2 separate regions of the Mus musculus genome follow, and region 2 is linked to region 1. Evidence: chromatin contacts called from public Hi-C data. All regions are on one chromosome and are shown on one strand. The core of a region is the stretch at or near the end of the contact, and the rest is flanking DNA. Distances in the headings are between cores, read along the strand shown.

Evidence for each region. A called contact is a pair of places that touch in the nucleus more often than the background predicts.
Region 2: a Hi-C map of bone marrow-derived macrophages shows a contact between it and region 1, with 19 read pairs. The contact joins two enhancer-like sites. A contact is called at or near these places in 1 of 15 datasets of contacts at CTCF or cohesin (the NIH/3T3 cell line), 2 of 484 Hi-C or Micro-C datasets (bone marrow-derived macrophages and uterus), 3 of 115 datasets of contacts at active chromatin or transcription factors (all in embryonic stem cells) and 1 of 9 other capture datasets (embryonic stem cells).

Annotation. Positions count from the first base shown.
Region 1 is chr8:125,180,074-125,186,428 of GRCm38.p6, reverse strand. All of the region lies in intron 9 of Disc1 (disrupted in schizophrenia 1), which reads right to left. Among named protein-coding and RNA genes, the nearest start is that of Disc1, 130 kb to the right of the region's middle. Within about 2 kb of position 1,833, at least 30 of the 459 cell types and tissues checked have an H3K27ac peak or open chromatin away from gene starts, as enhancers often do. A contact at or near this core is called in bone marrow-derived macrophages, where this site is marked.
Region 2 is chr8:125,695,520-125,702,111 of GRCm38.p6, reverse strand. Gm39283 (predicted gene, 39283) reads right to left here. Exons shown (of 2, transcript NR_168709.1): 2 at 6,248-6,592. Among named protein-coding and RNA genes, the nearest start is that of Gm39283, 13 kb to the right of the region's middle. Within about 2 kb of position 2,606, at least 15 of the 459 cell types and tissues checked have an H3K27ac peak or open chromatin away from gene starts, as enhancers often do. A contact at or near this core is called in bone marrow-derived macrophages, where this site is marked.

The DNA of each region.
Region 1 (6,355 bases), core at 584-3,083:
GTGTGTATTATATATGTATGTCTATGTGTATGGTGTGTCTGTGTGTCTGTATGTGTGGTGTGTCTGTATGTCTGTATGTGTGGTGTGCCTATGTGTGTCTGTGTGTGTGTCCACGTGTCTCTAGGTGTGTATGTGTGTGCGAGTGTGTATGTGTATGGTGTCTGTGTGTGTAATGTACCTCTGTGTGTGTGTGGTGTCTATGTGTGTAATGTGTGTGTGTGGTGTGTGTGTTTAACAATAATGAAAGTCAATGCTGAAGGAGGTAAAATACCTGTATAATTCAATGCACTGAGGGGTCAAGTACAAAAGTAAACATGACAGCGTCTTTCTGAGAGATGGGTACTGATCCTTCTACTAAGAGCACCCGACTTTCCAAGTTGCAATACAACACTGACATCTACAAATATGTTGGGCAATGTTCATAGCCTTCCTGAGCTCACCCATGGGCTAACAGATCAATAACACCTGCTAGACAAAGACACCCCCATGCCTGGGCCAATGGCTACTTCATGAGTCTCTCAGTGAGCGAAGGCTCAGTTGCTATCCACACAGTTACCTGATACATGATCTAAAACAACCAGGGGGTCCCTGGTATCTGCTCAGGAATGCTTAGGGGCCAGATAGCTATGGAACCTATGGTCTTGGGTTACCAGGGTGGCAGGCAAAGGTGTCTATTGAATAGATGCCATTGGGTGACCTAAAACATTTGAGCATTGCTTGCCATCCCCATGACCCCAGATACCACACCACTACACACACACCACACACACACATACACATATCTTCACATACACACTGACAGACATGCACACATACACACATACATATATACACTACACCTTCACACACACACACACACACTGAAACACACATGAACACACACTAAAATACACATGCACACACACACACACACAGAAACATACCATATAACTAAGATAGAAAGGGGTCATCGTTGGTGCCGGCAGTGGAAGGATCTATGAGGAGGGAAGGAGCCCCATGTAGAGGGGGTGGCAGAGGGTCTGGAGTTTAGGAACTCACTTCTCTGCCCATCCTGGAGCTCAGCCAGTGGCACATGGCTGCCTTCAAAACGCTCTACTCCCCACGATGTGTGATGTGTGGCATCTTGAGTTTGAGTCTGTCCCATCTTAATCACAGCCACCTATACAGGGATCTTAGAACTCGGTGGGCCTGGGAGAACCCTCCCTGAAGCCCAGTGACAGACTGTGACAGTGGATTCTGAAGTCTCCTGTTCCCCTTCCAAAGACAGTCTAAGCCATGTTGGCAATGTGAGGGTTAATGGCCACAAAGACAAGTCTTTACTAAGCCACACCCACATTAGGTCACACCCCTACACTAAGCCACACCCACATTAAGCCACACCCCTATTCTCATTGCTGCCTCACCTGGATTCCTACTTCAATAGAAATGATCATCCTCTGGGAGGGCTTAAAAATCTTTGTTCCTAGGGCCAGCAGGATGGCTCACATGCATGTGCCATGTCACATGAACCCCTACATATATACACCCCCCCCCACACACACACACAGGTCAAATAAGTAACTTACTTTCTAAGAAAATCTAACAGCACTGTAGGAGAGGAAAACAGCCAGCCAGTGGGTCACACAACAACAACAACAACCATGAACTGCAGGGCTGAGTGCCTGAGACCCAGCGTCCTCAGCCTTTTACCAGGCTTGGAGATGAATTCCTCCTGCCCCACAGCTCTGCCAGCAGCCTAATTAATTAAAGCAATCAGTTTGGGGTTCCCCGCGGCTGGCACGGGAGCTTTGAGCTTCTCCTTGGTGCCTGGCTCATGCCTCTATTATTACCTTTTAAACGCAGCTCCAACCACTCACTGTACAGAGTCCTCTGTACAGGGAACCTCAAAGGCATCGACCCAAGTCTGTGCCGAACAGGAGCCGCAAAGGCATCTTCGTCAATCTTTCTTTAAATCTTCACTTCCTGCCACAAGGACAGGTCAATTGACGACCAACTAGACAAGTGGAAAAGCAATGTAAGGTTCTGAAAGAGGGTTTAAATAAAATATCCCTTGTCATCAAGCCTGTTAAGAAGATAGATGTCTCAAGGCAGGTGCGCAGAGGGTACAGGACCCGGCACAACCGCTCAGAGCCAAGAGCCAGGATGGAGAGGATGCTCAAAAGGCATGCAGCTGTGCTGATGTATCTGTTACTTTATTCTGTGTTTTACAAGAGAAAGATTGAGTCTCTCAAGGTGACAGACGAGCTCCCAGAATGCCCCTCTCTTGGAGTTTCTCTGTGACTGGCTCCCAGCAGCAGCGAGAGCCTCGGCTGGTGAGCTTCACCACAGCGCCCTCTTGTGGCCATAGTCCGGGTGGCGCTGCTCCTGATCCCTTCCTGAGAGTTCACTCCTGGCTCTAATTACAACTTATTTACAACCCTTCTCACTCCTGGTTTTAATCACAACTTAGTTACAATCCTTCACCCGGGTTACAAGGGGAGTCCAGTCCGTGCAGAGCACGGTAGCTCGGGTAGAGTTGTGTTTTCTTCCCTTTTTTTTTTCTTTGTAGTTTCCTACCATCCTTCTTCCTGCCTCTTCTTCTAAGATCTGGCTGAGAAGCCAGCAGCCAGGTCAGACTTCCCATCCTCTAAGATGGCATCTCCCTCCAGTGGCCCACATCTTGAGAAGATCCTGTATATAACTTCGGGACAAAGGGACCACTGGCCCAGAGCTGCCCCTCACCCGTAGAGGTTCTGTGCACTGTTTGTAAAAGAGAGACTGGATCACAAGGGGAGGTGCCTGAGGAACGCAGAGCTGTGAGGAGGAAGCAGAAATTCAGTGTGTGTGGCCTGCAGGGCTAGGCAGGCATGCCAAGCTGTGTACTGCTATGCCAACACAAGTATATATTAGGTGAAAAGATAACTTTCTCTTGAAAGATTCATCATCCTTAGTAGTATTACTCTTTTAAGACATCCCAGTGCTCACTGGACTAAAGATTCTTGGTCTGGGCAGTGGTGGTGTACACCTTTGATCCCAGCACTCAGGAGGCAGGGAATCTCTGTGAGTTTGAGTCCAGCCTGACCTACGTAACAAGCTCTAGGACAGTCAAGACTACGGAGAAAGACCCTGCCTCAAAAGGAAGTTATAACCGGACAAAGACTTGATCGACCCCCTTCTGTGTGAGTCTCTGGGATCTTTTCGCTCTGTCAGCTTCCCTTACACGGTGATAGAGACACAAGCCAGTGTGGAGACGGTAACTGGCCTGTATGCTCAGGGTGCTCAGGGGTCTTTCCAGACATGAAGACTGAGAGTAGTAAATATGCTTCAGAGGCAGACAAGGAGTGTCACACAGACTCAGTTCTGGGAAAGCTTACTGGGCACATACACAGAATGTTACTCAGGCATTCCCTCCGGGCTGGAGAGCCAGCCCAGCAGAGAAGAGCACCTACTGCTCTTGCAGAAGACATGAGTTCTGTTCTCAGTATCCGGATCAGGAAGCTCACAACCACCTATAATTCTAGCTCCAGGGTTTCTGATGCCCCCTTCTGGCTTCCATGATACCTGAACTCACGTGCTGGAGAACTCATTCATTCTCTCTCTCTCTCTCTCTCTCTCTCTCTCTCTCTCTCACACACACACACACACACACACACACTCTTAAACTTAAGATAAATCTTTTTTAAATTTCCTCTTACAAGGAGCAGGGAAACTCGTGAAACCTACAGGACTCCCAGGCTCCTTCTCAAGGCTGTATCATCAACCAACAACTGCCCACTAGAGGAGACTCATCAGTCTATGAGGAACTGCAGAAGTGCAGCTTCTGAGAGTCCTCGCCCACGACAGGGTGGGAATTCTTCAGCCCCTCAGTCTCTGTGCCCCATGCATGTAACCCTGATAGACTCACTGGCTCACCAGACTGGACTTGCATGGAACTGTCTGGGGGACCTGGGCCCTCTCTGGGTTAATAGACATTCTCTAGCCTCAAGTTCTTCTCTGGCACAGGGCCTCACAGGTGTCTCTCTCAGTTTCAGTGATGGTCCCAGGGACATGGGTAGACACAGGACTGGCTCTGCTCTATCCCCACACATGGCGTTGTCCCCAACTAGATACACTGAAAAACTTCCAGAAGAGACTAGTTCAGACCAAGATCCCAATCCTAATGGTCAAATTTTTATCAATGGACTAACTATAAATAACAATAATAATTATTTCAAACCTGAAAAAAAAAGAAGTTTGGTTGTTTTCACCAAAATATAATATGGAGCTGGGCCAGCAAGAGGCTCGGCAGATAAAGGGGCTTGCTGACAAGCTGGATCACCTGAGTTTCATCCCTGAAACACAAGTGGCAGAAGGAGAGAACCTGCTCCTACAGGCTGTTCTCTGAGCACACATGCACTATGGCACGTGTGTGCACATGGGAAAGAAACAGATAACTAGAAAGAGCACAGAGCTAAGCTCAGTTGTACCCCGTGTTCAGCCCACCACACTCAAGGCCCTGAGCTCAATGTCCGCTGACACATACAGAAGAGAAAGAATTCACACCTGAGGAGAGAGGGGGATTTAATCAGATTTAAGTATTCCACTCGTGGTGGGACACCACATGGTACTCTGCAAATGTGTGATATCTTCATGCTTTTATGATCAGTGGAAAAAAATAAATTTAAATTTGAGAAATAAAATATCTGTCTTAGAATATTTATAATACTGCTTTGTTTTACAGAATAAACCACGGGTGCAGAAGGAGAGACCAGATACCATGTTCTAACCATGTTTATGCAATAAGCCCTTTGCCCACTGAGATATCTCCCAGCCTAATGTGTATAGCATGTAATTTAAAAAAATACACTATTGCCTTTGCCCGTGTCCTCAGCCCTGGGGCTGCCACCCTTGCTCTGGCCCCTCTCCGTTTTTGTTTTTGTTTTTTTTTTCTTGTTCCTCCCAGGTTAGCTCCACCTAGCCTCCATCATCCACATGGTCTCTCTCTCTCTCTCTCTCTCTCTCTCTCTCTCTCTCTCTCTCTCCCTCCACCTTTGCTCCATGGATGAAAAACACTCAGACAGCTTTATTACTTTAGAATTTGCCTGTTAACACAATTGCTGAGCACAGAATCTCCTGCCCTAAACTTATTGACTAGCTTCCTTCAACCTCCTTTGCTATGAGCTGGTGGTGGAAGCCACCTGGTTCTACCTTCCCCAAGATCTTGCATGATTCTTTTGTGCGTCTCCTTCCAAAGCCTGGCCAGAAACCGCCTTCTCTTTCCCTGCATCTCTTTTTCCTCCTGGGACCAGGAAGGACCTGTCCCTTCCACCCAGCAATTGGCTCCCGACCTCCTTTATCAACTAAGTCAAGAATCAATTAGGGAACCAGAGTTTAGTATCAGCACCTCTCCCTATGAGACAGAGAGAGAGAGAGAGAGAGAGAGAGAGAGAGAGAGAGAGAGAGAGTTTTGATACAGGGTCTCATTATATAGCTCACGCTAGCCTGGAACTCAAGATCCTCTTATGTCTCCCATGGACTCAGCATTCTAATCTGGCCATGCAGCCATGGAGGCAACTTCTGCCTGAGGACCTAATTGAAGACTGTCTGAGAGCCTAAAGATTGGTGATGCAGACAATGACAGCCAATCGGGAACTGCCACTTGGAAGACATGCTTGCTTGGGACCAGTGGGATGCAGTGGAGGATATAAAGGGTGCTCCCCAAGAATTAATAACTAAGTTCACTGTGTTCTCGCCTGCTCCCCCATCTGAGCCATTGATTTCAAGCCTTCTCACCCGCTGCCCCCAAGACAGTTGCCGGGCAGGACAGCAGGACTCATGCCATCTACACTACATCTCGGGGCAGCAGACAGAGTCTGGCTGCTTAGTCCTCTTACCCTTCTGAAGATGGGGACCAAAAGACTCATTACAAAGAACAGATGGAATGGCAAAGACCCCAGCGCTGGAAAGACACAGCGATCTGCCTCCTGACAGCTTTATGATTCAATCTCCCCAAAGGATCTGCAAGAGACCCTACCATCTTATTAAAAATCAGGGTCCGAATTTATCTGAGTTTGACATGAAACTATATTTTCATTAAAAAGTTTTATAAACCGTGTCAATCATAATGGAATTCTTATTAGTCTGGTGGTTTTTGGCAATGAGCCTGTAGACCCCGAGGGGACTTCGGTATGAACTTTGTACGTACTGTGATGACGGGACACTCTTTCATCACTAATGATGTATTTGTCTTTTACTACCCACTAATCAAGTGGCTGTTTGTCTTATATACCCCTCACTAAGTAGACTGACAACCTCTATCATGCACTACCCACACGCCCACTGCAGATGGGAAACCGGCACATGCTAGCAATCAACCATCAGTATGCGCACGGGCGTG
Region 2 (6,592 bases), core at 1,357-3,856, 510 kb before region 1:
GCTGTGTAAGTGTAAAGACCTGAGTTTGGATCCTCGGAACTCACAGGAAAGCCAGGCAGGACCATGTACCACTGCAGGACTGATGAAGCAGGGACAGGATGCAGAGACAGGCAGATCCTGGGTTTTGCAAACTAGCCAAGCAAGGCAAAACTGTGAGCCTCAGATTCAGCGAAAGATCCGGCCTCAACAATAGAAGATACCCATACTGTCCTCTGGCCTTCACAGGCACACAGCCATAATTACACGCCTGCATACACACACTCACACACACTCACACACACACACATTCATGCTCTCACACAATTAACTTCTAAAATAGAAAAATGCTTGCACAGACCCACTCAATTTCATATAGAAATGACTCGAGAATGCAGCTTCCACAGGGCCATTTTCACTTTAGCAGAAGCCCACAGCTTTCGGAGACAAGACTGTGTTATTATGAAGGGTTGGGTATGGCAGGGGATCCTGAAGTCTTTAAAGCTGTTCCATTTCTTGGGCAAAGGACTGGCTCAGTGGGTGGGTAACAGTACTAGCCGCAAAGCTTAGTGGTGGGAAATCAATCCCTGGGACTCACTTCTACAAGTTATCTTCAGACGTGTACACACACACACACACACACACACACACACAAATAACTGCCACCCTGCAATTAACAGTAAAGGAATAAGTTATCTAAAGCAAATAAAATTTTAAAAACTTAAATTAAATTAAAAATAAAATTAAAATGATATAATAAGATAAAAGTATCCTTAGACTTTTCTTAAATAAATAAAAAAATGAACAAAACACCTGGAAAACCGAAGAAGGTGAAGAGACCACAAAAGGTGTAAGAGGGTCTGTACCAGGGTTCTTGGACGAGACAGTCACCAAGTGACCAAAAAGACAGGGGCCAGGCACAGAAAAATTATTTGAAAATGTCAGCCTCTCATAAGAGCTGGGAAGCCTGCTGGGTCACTGCTACTGCAGTCTGTCCACCAGTATGGCTTGAGTGTGCAAGATGCTAGATCAGCCCAGAGATAGGGGAGCGAAGGGGAGAGACCAGGAGGGGAGGGAAGGAAGCAGGGACAGCAGGGGAGGGTGGGGGAGAGAAGAGCTTCATCTATGAATCTACCTTTCCTTCGCCTGCTGCTAAACCTTTTTGGGGAAAGATTCTAAATGTCTACAAGTCTTGCTAATGGCCTTATTTATGAGCCACACTGAGCACGCTCAGTACTCCCTTCGGCCATCTTTGTCTTACAAACTAAACATACCCAGACACTTCCGGCTGGTTAGCTTTCCTTCTTGAACTGAGGGTGCTCAGGAAGGTTCAGAGGACATTCTGCAAGCTCTGGAGTGTGCCCATCTCTAGAGTGCTTTTCCATATGAATAGTGTACGTACTCTCTATTCAGTGAGACTTCTCAGCTCAGGGACAGCCTTATTTAGGAAACGACTCCCATGCTTTCTCTCTTCTGCTGCCCTCAACGACCCCTTTTCCACGGACTTACATCTTGGCTGTATTTCTTTTGGTCTGTACTCTGCCTGAGGCAAGTCCTCTGAGTTGGGTGTGTGTGTCTGCTTATGCAGAGTGGTGAGTTGGGTGTGTGTGTCTGCTTATGCAGAGTGGCTGAGGGAGTCAACCCTAGTGACCCTTTCTCCTTTCTCTGTCCTTGCGGTCGGTCGTAGGCTCTTCCCAAGAGGAAAGACAACCACACTTACTTTAATCATTGATATAGTCCTGGCATTCCACATGAGGCCTGGAGCAGACTCTACACTCAATAAATATTTATAAATAATAGTGAATAGTTTCAGAATTACTAAAGTATTCTAACACAGTCAACTATTTTAAAGAAGGAATAGTCTTTCTTCATTGTTGTCTTTAGGTCTTTTATTTAGAAAATACTTGGGGCCTTTTAAAGCTCTCCATCTCATTGTTAAATTGATTCAGAGACCTAGGGAAGTGAGCCAAATCTATATTGATCAAGATATTATAGATAAAGTCAACAATTCTTAAAATCACATTTCCTGACGACAGAGCCTAAGAAATTTCCTCATAGAACTGACAGCTCTTCATGACAAAGGCAGAGTCCACATTGTTAGCAGGAATCATCCCTGCTTGTTGGTGTGTAAGCTGCTGGGCAGACAATGGGGGAAACTATTCAATGACATGGACACAAATAAATCAGCTGTTTATCCTACACTCAACGTGAGCCAAACCCGGGACTGAGCTGTGGGGATGAGGAGGAGCTGTGGGAATGTGTGACCTTAGAGAACATAAGATGACCACTGAAAGACCTTGCTAGAATAGCATGCTGGGGACTTCCGCTAGAAGGTTGTGACTAACACTCCCTTCCTGCAATGACAAAACAAGCTTTGCAAGAAAGCTCCTACTTTAAGGTAGGTGCAGATAATGACCAAGAATGTTTCAGTTCCCCCTTCTGGTGACTAAGACCTCACCTCACCCATGGCCATTAATATTGCTTAAGGAAGGTCACGAAACAATTGCCAATCCGGAAGGGAGAGGCTAATTACCATTTCTAAAGGGGGGAAATCAAAAAGTCTGCCCTGGCCAACAATGGGCTTAAACCAACTCTTATTGTTATCAAGTCCTACCCTTAAACTATATAAAAAGTGTGTGCTTAGGAGATTGGGGTTGACTCTGCCCAGATTGCAGGACAGTGTGGCATGCCAGATCAATAAATCTCTTGCTTAGTGCATTGATCTCCGTCTCTGTGTTTCTGTGAGTGGGACATCCAGGACATAAGGCTCTTCAGGTCTTACAGAGCCACGGTTGCAGTTCTCCAAACCAGGAAAACCATGCAGCCTCCCAAGTTCAGAAGAGAGAAACTGTTGTATTAGCATCTTATCTAAGTCCAATAAAATCAGAGAGTCAGACTGGATGGAGACCATTGTCCCTCATCACTGATCTTTCCACTGCCTGCTTCAAATGTGTGGCCCATGGAGCTCTGAAGAGAGTCTAAAGAAAGGGTAAACACCCCACTACAAACCCGACTTTTAATGTTATTATTTGAATTTTATGTGCCTTTATCTGTCTACATGTACATCTATGCACCACATGTGTGCCTACTGACCAAGAAAGCCAGGGCAAGGCGGTGAAATCTCTGGAGTTGCAGATAGTTGTGAATCACTTTGTGGTGCTGGGAACCCAGCCCAGGTCCTCTGCAAGAGCAATAAGCACCCTTAGCCTCTGAGCCAGCTCTCCAGCCCCACTCACTGTTTTGAGTTAGTCATTTCTCTTGAACAAATATTCAGGCTGTTACTTTTATTCTAGACTTCGGGGGATGGGGGATGGCATTTCCCTGTTTGGAAAGTAACTTTTATTCACCTTTTTAAATTGTCATTTCAGGGGCTTACTGCCTCTGCTAACTTAGGCCTAGACCTGGAAGCTTTTAGCCTTCATACAATCTTATCTAGGCCCAGAATGCTTTCAACTTCTGAGACTTAATGCTGAATAAGCTCACCCCTTCTAGTTCTTTCTGAACACTGTCTGACTGGTTCAACTCCACTATTCTGGCTCAAACTCCTTGACAAGGTGAGAGATTCAATCTGGCTTCTCTCTTGGCCTCTGACTTTTTGCTCTGCTTGGCCTCAAACTAACTCTGGCAATCTGTTCTAATCTTCTGGCTCCTTCTCATTCTCTAGCTCATTTTGTCTTCACCTGTGTACAGCTTGTTCTCTCTCTGCAATCTGTCTCTCTATAACTGTCCAGGTAAAACTCTTCAAGTAGCTTCCCCCTCCCCCCTCTTGTGAGAGTTGGGATTAGTCTATTTTGTCAAATCTTTCTCTGGTTCATCATTTTGTCTGCCACTCAATTAGATGTCACTTTCAAACATGGGTGCTTCCATCTACAAACTAACTTTACCTTCTTTGTTTGGGATTAAAGATATACAATAAGGGCTGAGTTACACTAAAACTAGAAACAGTTTTTTTTTTTTCAATAAATCACACAATCTTGGGATTCACAGTGTGATCAAATACCCTGCAACACCCATTAATTCTTGTTAATTGGACAGGTTTCCACTCTTCATGCCTCCTTACAGCATGCCCAAAGATTTGCTTTTATGTGTCTTAGCATCAGCAGCTATGGAAGAAGGAGACCCAGCTCCATGCTATTGGCTGTAGCACCCTAACAAGTTCTGCTTAGAGGCCCCTACTGAGGCAGAGTCAAGATTCAACTGCAGGAAAGAATTGCAGGATGAGCCAGTGGGAAGCAGAGTTGGTTGCTTATCAAGAAGGAATTTTGACCTAGAGTTAAGCACAGGCAATAATGGATAGAGCACACCCGAATGTGGACATAGGCTTCTCAAGAATCATTTAAATATCTCACCAATAGTTGCAAAGTCTTTGGGTCATTGGTTGGGTTAACAGTTTCCCACATTGTTCTAGTTATCTTTTGATTGCTGTGATAAGACAATGGCCCAAAAACAATTTAGGAAGTAAAGACTCACACACCCTGATCACATCCATCTCTGAGAGAGTTCATGGAAAGCAGGGCAGGACCCAGAGGAAGGATCTAAGAAGAGACCACGGAGGGATGCTGCTGACTAGCTGGTTCCTCGTGGCTCACTCGCTTGCTTGCTTGCTCGCTCGCTTGCTTGCTTGCTTGCTTGCTTGCTTGCTTGCTTGCTTGCTTATATAACCCAGGAGCACCTGCCTGGGCGTGGCATCACCCACACCAATCAACAATCACGAAGGTGCCCCGCAGTCTTTCCTACAGGCCAATCTGATTTCTTAATTGAGGTTTCCCTTCCCAGATGGCCCAAGTTTGTGTCAAGTTGACAAAATAACTAACCAGCACAGATATCAAAAATATTTGCAAATGAGATTAGATAAAGGTTTTACAACTTAGTGGCATCAGGAATAATCAACCCAGTGGGAAATGGGCACAGAAGTTGAGTGGCCATTTTTCTAGAGATTCTGATAGGAACTTGAGAAGATGCCCAGCGTCTGTGGTCGCTACAGGACTGCAGCCACACACCACAGCTGTGGTCACTACAGAGCTACAGCCCCACATCTCAGCTGTGGTCACTACAGAGCTGCAGCCCCACATCACAGCTGTGGTCACTACAGAGCTGCAGCCCCACACCACGCCTGTGTTGCCTTGACCCCATCTCCTCCCACTTTTGCTCTTGCTTTATGAACCTGGAATACTTCAGCACAGTGGCTCAAGCAGGACATGGCTCAGGGGTTAAGAGGCTCTGCTGCTCTCACCACTGAAGGAGTTTAGTTCCCATAACCCACACTGCATGACTCAAAACCATAGGAACTTCAGCTCCAGGGGTTCTCGCTCCCCCTCCTGATCCCCACAGGTATCTGTACAGACATTAACACTACTGTGCAGGGGGCATGCATGTACACACATACACACAGACACACAGACATTCATACACAGAGAGACAGACATATACACAGAAACATACACACACAGACACTCATACACATACACATATACCACACACACATACACACAGACATTCATACACACAGAGACACACACACAGACATTCATACACGCACAGAGAGACACTCACATACACAGAGACATACAGACACTCATACACATACCCACATACCACACACACATACACATGCCACACACACAGAGAGACACACACATACACCACACAGACACACACACAGACATTCATACACATACACACGTACACCATACACACACACACACAAACCACACACAAATAAACACACACATACACACAGGCCACTACCACAATTTCTATTTCAAGCAGTCAATTATCTTTGCGGCAATTAAAATGGGAAGAAATAATTTTCACACTTTGGTTTCTATTACATCACCAGTCGATTCCTCTGTGCAGATCTCAGTTCCTGCCTGGCTTTCCTTCCTTAATGAAATATCTCTCAGAGTTCTTAGAGAGCAGGTGTGCTGCTAATGAAGTCTTTCCAGTGTTTTCCTGAAGATACCTCGACACTTCTGTGCTTTTACCAGCACATATTTCCGCACTGACATGTTTTCCTCTCAGATCTTCCAAAGTCGCACTTCATCGCCGTCTGTTGTGGAAAAAAAAAAATCCCACAACTCTGTGAGTGTGTAATATGTTCTCATTTTCTTTTCTTTGGCTGTCTTCAAGAATTGTTTCTTTATGCTTTATTTTCAATAATTTGTATATGACCCACCCAGGTGTGTGTGTGTGTGTGTGTGTGTGAGAGAGAGAGAGAGAGAGAGAGAGAGAGAGAGAGAAGAAAGAGAGCACTCACACATGAGAACAAGTATAGGGACTTCTCCGTGTTTTATTTATAGTGCTTGCTTTTCTGAACCCTCATTTAAAATTTTTTATTTTTAATTATGTGTATATGGGTATGGAGGTATGTGCACATGAGTGCAATTTCCTACAGAAGCCGAAAGAGGGCGCTGGACTTTGTAAAGCTGGAGGTACAGGTGCTAAGACAGGAACTCTGGTGCCCCTGACTGCCAGGCTGTCTCTCTAGCCCCTTTAGAAGGGTTTCAGGTTTATATTTTATATCTTTCATCTCACTTTGGAAAATATCAGCCATTATCTCTTCAAATACTCCTTTTCTCTCCTCTGAGATTCGGGATGCTCAGTACAGCTGCTGTAT